Regions from separate parts of the Mus musculus genome. Here region 2 is linked to region 1. Evidence: chromatin contacts called from public promoter capture Hi-C data. All regions are on one chromosome and are shown on one strand. The core of a region is the stretch at or near the end of the contact, and the rest is flanking DNA. Distances in the headings are between cores, read along the strand shown. Region 1 holds the start of Dnajc19 (DnaJ heat shock protein family (Hsp40) member C19). Region 2 holds the start of Sox2 (SRY (sex determining region Y)-box 2).

The links. Promoter capture Hi-C pulls out the DNA fragments that hold promoters and counts their contacts.
Region 2: a promoter capture Hi-C map of neural stem cells shows a contact between it and region 1. The contact joins the promoter of Sox2 here to the promoter of Dnajc19 in region 1. A contact is called at or near these places in 8 of 39 promoter capture datasets (the 3T3-L1 cell line, cranial neural crest, embryonic stem cells and 5 more), 1 of 15 datasets of contacts at CTCF or cohesin (stem cell-derived epiblast-like cells), 8 of 484 Hi-C or Micro-C datasets (adipose-derived mesenchymal stem cells, embryonic fibroblasts, nephron progenitors and 4 more), 10 of 115 datasets of contacts at active chromatin or transcription factors (SST interneurons, astrocytes, embryonic brain and 5 more) and 1 of 9 other capture datasets (embryonic stem cells).

What each region holds. Positions count from the first base shown.
Region 1 is chr3:34,079,795-34,083,659 of GRCm38.p6, forward strand. Dnajc19 (DnaJ heat shock protein family (Hsp40) member C19) reads right to left here and starts at 1,560. Exons shown (of 6, transcript NM_026332.4): 1 at 1,392-1,560; 2 at 437-488; 3 at 290-363. The coding sequence starts at 1,394.
Region 2 is chr3:34,647,622-34,651,443 of GRCm38.p6, forward strand. It overlaps Sox2 (SRY (sex determining region Y)-box 2), which reads left to right and starts at 2,374. Exons shown (of 1, transcript NM_011443.4): 1 at 2,374-3,822. The coding sequence starts at 2,795. The coding sequence ends at 3,754. The region is part of intron 3 of Sox2ot (SOX2 overlapping transcript (non-protein coding)); the gene reads left to right. RefSeq lists a promoter at 1,861-2,611.

The DNA.
Region 1 (3,865 bases), core at 310-2,809:
ACATCGCTGCAAAGCTATCCTATGTGACAAAACACGAGGGAAGGCAGCTGGACAGATAAACCTGGGTCAACAGTATATGTAGTAAAATTAATTGCTAACTACCTGCTATCGTTCTAAATCTGCAAAGGCCACCCACCCTCAGTTGTCACATGTGAAAACCAACTCCCAGTGTGGCCCATTGCAAGGTTTACAACTCCACACTGAGCTCCATGGACCTGTGGAATTCACCTTACAGGCAAGCTCCAGGCTTCAAATACAGGCAAGTTAGTTAGCAAGAAGGTTCACTTACAGATTTTGGTAGGCTCTGAAAAACTTGTTTTACTTGAGGCTCCACATGCTTCATGGCTTGTAAAACATAACGGCCTAAAACCAAAAGCAACAGAATAAGCAAATCCATGCATAACCAGTCTGCTCCACCCCCAACCCACAGACAAACCTGCAAATCCTGCAGCAGCAATGGTCAACCCGACTGCTACCACTGTGCTGGCCTGTAATGGAGGAGAAGAGCAAGTCTTTACTACTCTTAATTGCTACCTATTCCGCAGCCAAACTCATTACGACCTTCATTTTGGTGAAAGGTGGGTTCTTTTTCCCTTTTGGGGCAGGATTAGGGATGGAACCTAGTGTGTGTCTCATGCTGGTAAGGTGCCTACAACTCCAGCCTTTCTCAAAGTTCCAACACTTTTATTCTGAGGTGGAGTCTTGCTAAAATTGTCCAGGCTGCCCACGAATTTGCGACTAGCTCTCTAAGCAACTGGGACTTTACAGAGTGCAGCACAGGGTCTGCTGGAAGAAACATTTTTTTTTCTAATAGAAATATGTCTTTAAAACTACTGCAGTTGGACGTGGTGCACATTGGCGGCTTGCATTTAGTCCCCGGACTTGGGAAACATTGGCAGGTGAATTTCTGTACGTTCTGGGACTTCCAGGACTACAAAGTGAAACCCTGTTTAAAAAAAAAAAATTAAACTACTGCAATTTTTATCCACAATTTATTGTCAGAGTATGGGATTTTCACCAAGAAGAAAAGGGTAAGTCATCTTTACCCACAACAGTAAGATGGTGATTTTTCAGCCATGGAAGAGAACTTTAACCCTTGGGCATTGGAACCCCTTTCTAGTTTAGACAAGACCGGTGAAAATAAGATTTCTGCTGGATTTGGAAACAGTGCTTGCAAAGGCTCCCTGATCCCATAAGGTATTTCCACCGTAAAGAGGGGAGGAGTGCGGAGATGGTAGTGGGGTAACAGCCCGACCTCCTAGGAGGCACAAACGTGTGCCTGCCTGCAAGCAGATAAGGGGTGTCAGCTGGAGCCACCGGAGGCCGGAGTAAAGGTCAGTCTCCGTATCCGCCCAGCGCCCCTTCGGAGCCCGTCAGCGCCGACCACTCACCATGACTCCACTCCGCGGCTCGGCACCGCGCGCTCATCCCAGCGCGAGCCCACCGCCACGGTACAGCTGTGGAGAACGACAGGGCCGAGCCAGCGATGCCGCCACTTCCACTAGCGCCGCGCAACACGGCAGCGGCGCCGTAAAGTGCGTCGGAACTGTCGCACAAAGTGCCGCACAAAGGGCCTCACCAACTCCGGTTGACGGAGAGGTCGGACTGGGGCGGGACTGGCCATGCCCTCTGCCCGGGATTCCTGACTTGCAAGTCCAATATCCGGCCCTAAAACAGGCTTTCCCGCTAAAACCTATCTCCCTAACTTTGCTTTATATAGGTTATTCCGCCCACCCCGTGGAAGTAGCGTTGTTTTTCACATGAGGCATTTATTTTGTCTTCTGTGCATCTTTTGCTACCCTGGGCTGTCGCCAGTAGATGTCAAGAAGCCACAAGGCTGATCTTCATGGCCTGCAGAGACATCTTTCTTCTTCTGGCTTGGAACGTAGTTAGATCTATAAACATCAGAAACGATATGGAAAATGATTTTTTCCAGTCTTTTTTTTTTTTCCATCTTCCTTCCTGATGTCTGCTTCAGGCTATGTAGATTTGTTCACTAAAAATACAGCTCCTGTTGTGTGTTCACCATGAATTTTTTCTCTCCTGTTTTAGCCTGACTTACTATTTGTGTAATTAAAAGAGCTTCTTGTACCTGTGTTGCTCACAGCATGTGGTTGTTTGGCCTAAGCATGGCAAATGCACTTGACTAGAAGGAAAGTGACTAGGAGCTGTCTTTTTGCATAAAGGCTGTAAGTTGTGAGAATATAAAAGCCATATGTGACCCCAAGGGAAGCTAGAAACTAAGGTAGCTGTTCTTTGTCAATGAATTCCTGTTAATCTTGCCAGTCTTCGCCTGCTACTTCCCCAAGCTTCTCCCCTTTGTTGTCAGAAGACCATTGTGTGAATGTATCATATTTTGCTTATCTTTCCGTTTCTCATGGGTTGTTTCTGTGGTGTAGCTGTGGGGAGTGTCATGTCTGTGGGCATGGATGTACAGAAACTAGGCAGAGACTTATTCCTTTCTCCTGGCTAGGTGGGCAGACATGAAATCCAGGCATGCTGTGAGGATTGGACTTTCACTTGTCGTGCTTTGAATCTGAGCTGTCTCTCAGAGGCTCATGCATGGATTCGTGTGTGTGTGTGTGTGTGTGTGTGTGTGTGTGTTTGTGTGTGTGTGTTAAGAACTCATGGCAGGGATGTGTTAGAGGTAGGGTATTGGGAAGGTAACTGGATCGAAAGGCTCTAAGAAGATGAGTGGATTGATCAGTTGGTTCTTGGCTTGGTGGATGGTGGGAGGTGATGGGGACGTAGCTGAATCATAGTTATGCGGAGCAGGTTCTTGTCTCTAGCTCCTCCCTTTCTTTGCTTCTTGGCCATCATTCATCTCTGCTGGTAGGTCCGACATTCCCCATCCTAAGGTTCTGCTTCACCACACATCCAGAAACAATGGGATCAGACGACTATGCCTTGTCAGCTCTGAGACTGTGAGCCAGTTATTTTTCCAATGTGAGGTAATTCTGTCAGTCATTTTGCCACAGCAAAGGAAAGGTGAGCAATGTAGTTACTGTTATATTCCTGAAAGGGAAGGTAGTTGGTGGATGAGGGCCTCGATCCACATCCATATTTGATAGTTTCTGGGTTTTTATTGAATTGCAGGCATCCTAATGAGTATGAGGTGGTAACTCATTGGACTTTTGACTTGAGTTTCTTTTGATCAATAATATGGAGTGCCTTTTTATATGCTTAATAAATATGTATATGCATCTTTGGAAAAAATGTCTATTCAAGTCTTTTGCCCTTGCCTTTTTTTGGGTAGTGATTTTTATTTGTTCAGATTCAGGAGTTCTCTGTGTGTTCTGGGTATCACTTCTCATTTATATGGTGTGCTATTATTTCTCCCATCTATGTGATGCATGTTTACTCTGCTGGTAGTGTGTATCGAGGTTCAGCATCCTAAAACTTTTTATAAAGTCCAGCTGTCTGGCTTTTTGGTTCTTTGTTGTTGTTCTGACCTGAGCCTTTGAGTCTCACACAAAACCATGGCATGAATGATTTGCCCTAGGTTTTCTTTTAGGGATTTTGTACTTTTCAGTTTTGATCCAGTCTGAGTTGCCTTTTCTGTTCAATACATTGGGCAAATGGCTCCCTCATTTTGCATACATGTGAGTAGTGTCCCAAGCACTGCTCGTGGAGATAGCTCTTTACTTTTTAAATGGTAGAGGTGAAGGAGAGATTTCAGAAACCGCCTGTGGGGAGAGTTCTAGTGAGCATCTGACATCTTTTGTTGTTGTTGTTGTTTTCTAGGACAACCATAACAAATTTCCACAGGCAGGGATGTTTATGAAATAGAAATGTTTTGGTTTTTCTTTTTTAATTCCAGAGGCTGAACATGTAAGATCAGGGCACTGGTGGGTGTAGTTTCTCT
Region 2 (3,822 bases), core at 1,124-3,623, 570 kb after region 1:
ATACTTTGAATCTCATAATTTATACCTATTTTCCCCTCGCTTAACCTCCCACTTATCTGGCGGTTCTATGTACATTTCTAAGTTAAGCAAATTAAATTTGATTCTTATGATTTCGTCCCACGGCTTATATGATATGTTAACTTTTCTTTTGTTTAGATTATGTGTAATTAGTTTGATCTTCCATCCTCCTCGGTTTTTTTTTTTTTAACTTTATTTTTACACACCTTCTTTTAAAGGTAAAAGCACTCTAGTAAAAGCAAGTCCACCAGCAGGGGGCGCAGCAGCCACATCTCAGAAACTAGGCGCGCTGAAAAGTCGGTGGCCGCCTTCCCTGGCTCAACCTTTGCTCTGGTCTCCAGAGATTCGTGTTGAGCGTAATAGTACACCCCGATTAAGGAGAAAACAATGCTTTAATTTGAAGAGTCCCAAATATTTACGCGTTTCTATAAGTCCTTTCCGGGTTCCCAAGAACTAAAGCAACCAAAACTTAAGGAGAACCTGGGGCAGTGAGAGGGGTGGACTAGAGAAGAAATTATTTATTTCAAGTTTACAGAATTTCTTTACCACAATTTTTCTGGGTCTAAAGTGGGCATAGTTAGCTGAGTGTGACAATAACAGCCAAGCCTGGGAGAATGGGGATTGGAGATGTGGGGGTGGGGAAGAGGCGTTGGTGGGCAGAGAGGGAAGGATAAACAGGGCAGTTTGTAAGGACAATGAGCGGAGCGTGGCCGGCAGATACCCTTGTGAACGTTTTCTTTAGGCAGAGTTGGGGTAGATGAGGGGAGGAGGGGCCGCGAGAGTATTGCAGGGAAAAAAAAGAAAGAAAGAAAGAAAATAAGTAACCCTGATGGTTTAAGCTCTTTATTTAAAAAAAAAAAAAAAATGGCATCAGGACTTTCTTCCTTCTCTCCCCTCTTTTGTACCCAAGTGCATTTTAGCCACAAAGGTTCCAACAAGAGAGTGGAAGGAAACTTAGACGGGGCTTTGTTTGACTCCGTGTAGCGACAACAAGAGAAACAAAACTACCTATTTGTAACGGACGTGGGGCTGTGGCTCTGGGCTTTTTGAGCGCCTGCCGATTGAAATCTTTACGTCTGGACAATGGGAGATCGGCTAAAATTACCCTCTCGGGTCCTGGGCAGGCAAGATTCTTGAACCCCTACCCCCGCCCCCAGCCCATTCTCCCACAGCCTGGGCTTGCTTGGTGCCGGCTCCTCGGGTTCGGCGGGCCTTCTCTCCGCCTGCACCTGCACCTCTGGACCCCGCGCGCTTCCCAGGCCCCGGCGCCTCTCGGCCGGGCCTTCGTGACTACCACCGTGCCTGTCAGCAGGGGCAATGCCGGCTGCGCTGCCCCATCCTGAGAACGCTGCGTGGGAGGGAGTTTGTGAGCGCAGCCCAAATGCCACCTCCGCGCCTCGCGGTGGGATGCCAGGAAGTTGCGTGACCCTCCCCCCATCCCCTGCACTCGGGAGCTTCTTTCCGTTGATGCTTTCGTCCCCAAGGTTTCCTCTGAAACTGCCACCACTAAAAATCCTCTTGTGTCAGGGTTGGGAGTTAGAAAGAGCGGGAGCAGAGTTCCAGCTTTGCCTTTGCACCCTTTGGATGGGGCAGGTTGGTGGAGTAGGGAATTAGGGGTTGAGGACACGTGCTGCGGTTCCTTGAGCCACACCTGAGTCGGCCTAGGAAAAGGCTGGGAACAAGGCCTGGTCCTAGCTCTGCTCTACAGTCAGCTACATGGGCAGAGGACTCGTGTTTGGGAACCGAGCCGATGACACGGAAGCCAGGAGGGCGCTGAGGCCCGAGGCTTGGGTCTAACTTCTCGTCTGTACGGTGAGAAGAGGGGGTGAGTGGGTGCTGGCGACAAGGTTGGAAGAGGGGCTGCGACAGAGCGCAGTGCCGCGGATGAGCGCAGAAACAATGGCACACCACCTCCGGCTCTGCCAGCTTCCTGAAATACTAGTTGGACAGTCGCCCTGAACCACCCATGGGCCTTGCCCCACCCTGGCCCCAGCTTCCCGCGCCCCATCCACCCTTATGTATCCAAGAGAGAGCCAATATTCCGTAGCATGGGGGAAAGGAGCTGTCGTCTTGGTGCTGTTTACCCACTTCCTTCGAACAGGCGTGCGCCGTGACCTGTTGCTGAAAACGGGGGGCGGGGGGGGGGGATACAAAGGTTCCCCAGCGGCCGGCTGCGGGCCCGCCTCCCCCGCGCGGTTCGGGGCACAGCGCTCTGCTGGGCTCGGCTCGGCGGCGCGGCAGGCCCCGCCCCCTTTCATGCAAAACCCTCTGGCGAGGCTGGGCTCGGGCGCAGGAGCCGGCGCTCGCTGATTGGCCGCCGGAAACCCATTTATTCCCTGACAGCCCCCATCACATGGATGGTTGTCTATTAACTTGTTCAAAAAAGTATCAGGAGTTGTCAAGGCAGAGAAGAGAGTGTTTGCAAAAAGGGAAAAGTACTTTGCTGCCTCTTTAAGACTAGGGCTGGGAGAAAGAAGAGGAGAGAGAAAGAAAGGAGAGAAGTTTGGAGCCCGAGGCTTAAGCCTTTCCAAAAACTAATCACAACAATCGCGGCGGCCCGAGGAGGAGAGCGCCTGTTTTTTCATCCCAATTGCACTTCGCCCGTCTCGAGCTCCGCTTCCCCCCAACTATTCTCCGCCAGATCTCCGCGCAGGGCCGTGCACGCCGAGGCCCCCGCCCGCGGCCCCTGCATCCCGGCCCCCGAGCGCGGCCCCCACAGTCCCGGCCGGGCCGAGGGTTGGCGGCCGCCGGCGGGCCGCGCCCGCCCAGCGCCCGCATGTATAACATGATGGAGACGGAGCTGAAGCCGCCGGGCCCGCAGCAAGCTTCGGGGGGCGGCGGCGGAGGAGGCAACGCCACGGCGGCGGCGACCGGCGGCAACCAGAAGAACAGCCCGGACCGCGTCAAGAGGCCCATGAACGCCTTCATGGTATGGTCCCGGGGGCAGCGGCGTAAGATGGCCCAGGAGAACCCCAAGATGCACAACTCGGAGATCAGCAAGCGCCTGGGCGCGGAGTGGAAACTTTTGTCCGAGACCGAGAAGCGGCCGTTCATCGACGAGGCCAAGCGGCTGCGCGCTCTGCACATGAAGGAGCACCCGGATTATAAATACCGGCCGCGGCGGAAAACCAAGACGCTCATGAAGAAGGATAAGTACACGCTTCCCGGAGGCTTGCTGGCCCCCGGCGGGAACAGCATGGCGAGCGGGGTTGGGGTGGGCGCCGGCCTGGGTGCGGGCGTGAACCAGCGCATGGACAGCTACGCGCACATGAACGGCTGGAGCAACGGCAGCTACAGCATGATGCAGGAGCAGCTGGGCTACCCGCAGCACCCGGGCCTCAACGCTCACGGCGCGGCACAGATGCAACCGATGCACCGCTACGACGTCAGCGCCCTGCAGTACAACTCCATGACCAGCTCGCAGACCTACATGAACGGCTCGCCCACCTACAGCATGTCCTACTCGCAGCAGGGCACCCCCGGTATGGCGCTGGGCTCCATGGGCTCTGTGGTCAAGTCCGAGGCCAGCTCCAGCCCCCCCGTGGTTACCTCTTCCTCCCACTCCAGGGCGCCCTGCCAGGCCGGGGACCTCCGGGACATGATCAGCATGTACCTCCCCGGCGCCGAGGTGCCGGAGCCCGCTGCGCCCAGTAGACTGCACATGGCCCAGCACTACCAGAGCGGCCCGGTGCCCGGCACGGCCATTAACGGCACACTGCCCCTGTCGCACATGTGAGGGCTGGACTGCGAACTGGAGAAGGGGAGAGATTTTCAAAGAGATACAAGGGAATTGGGAGGGGTGCA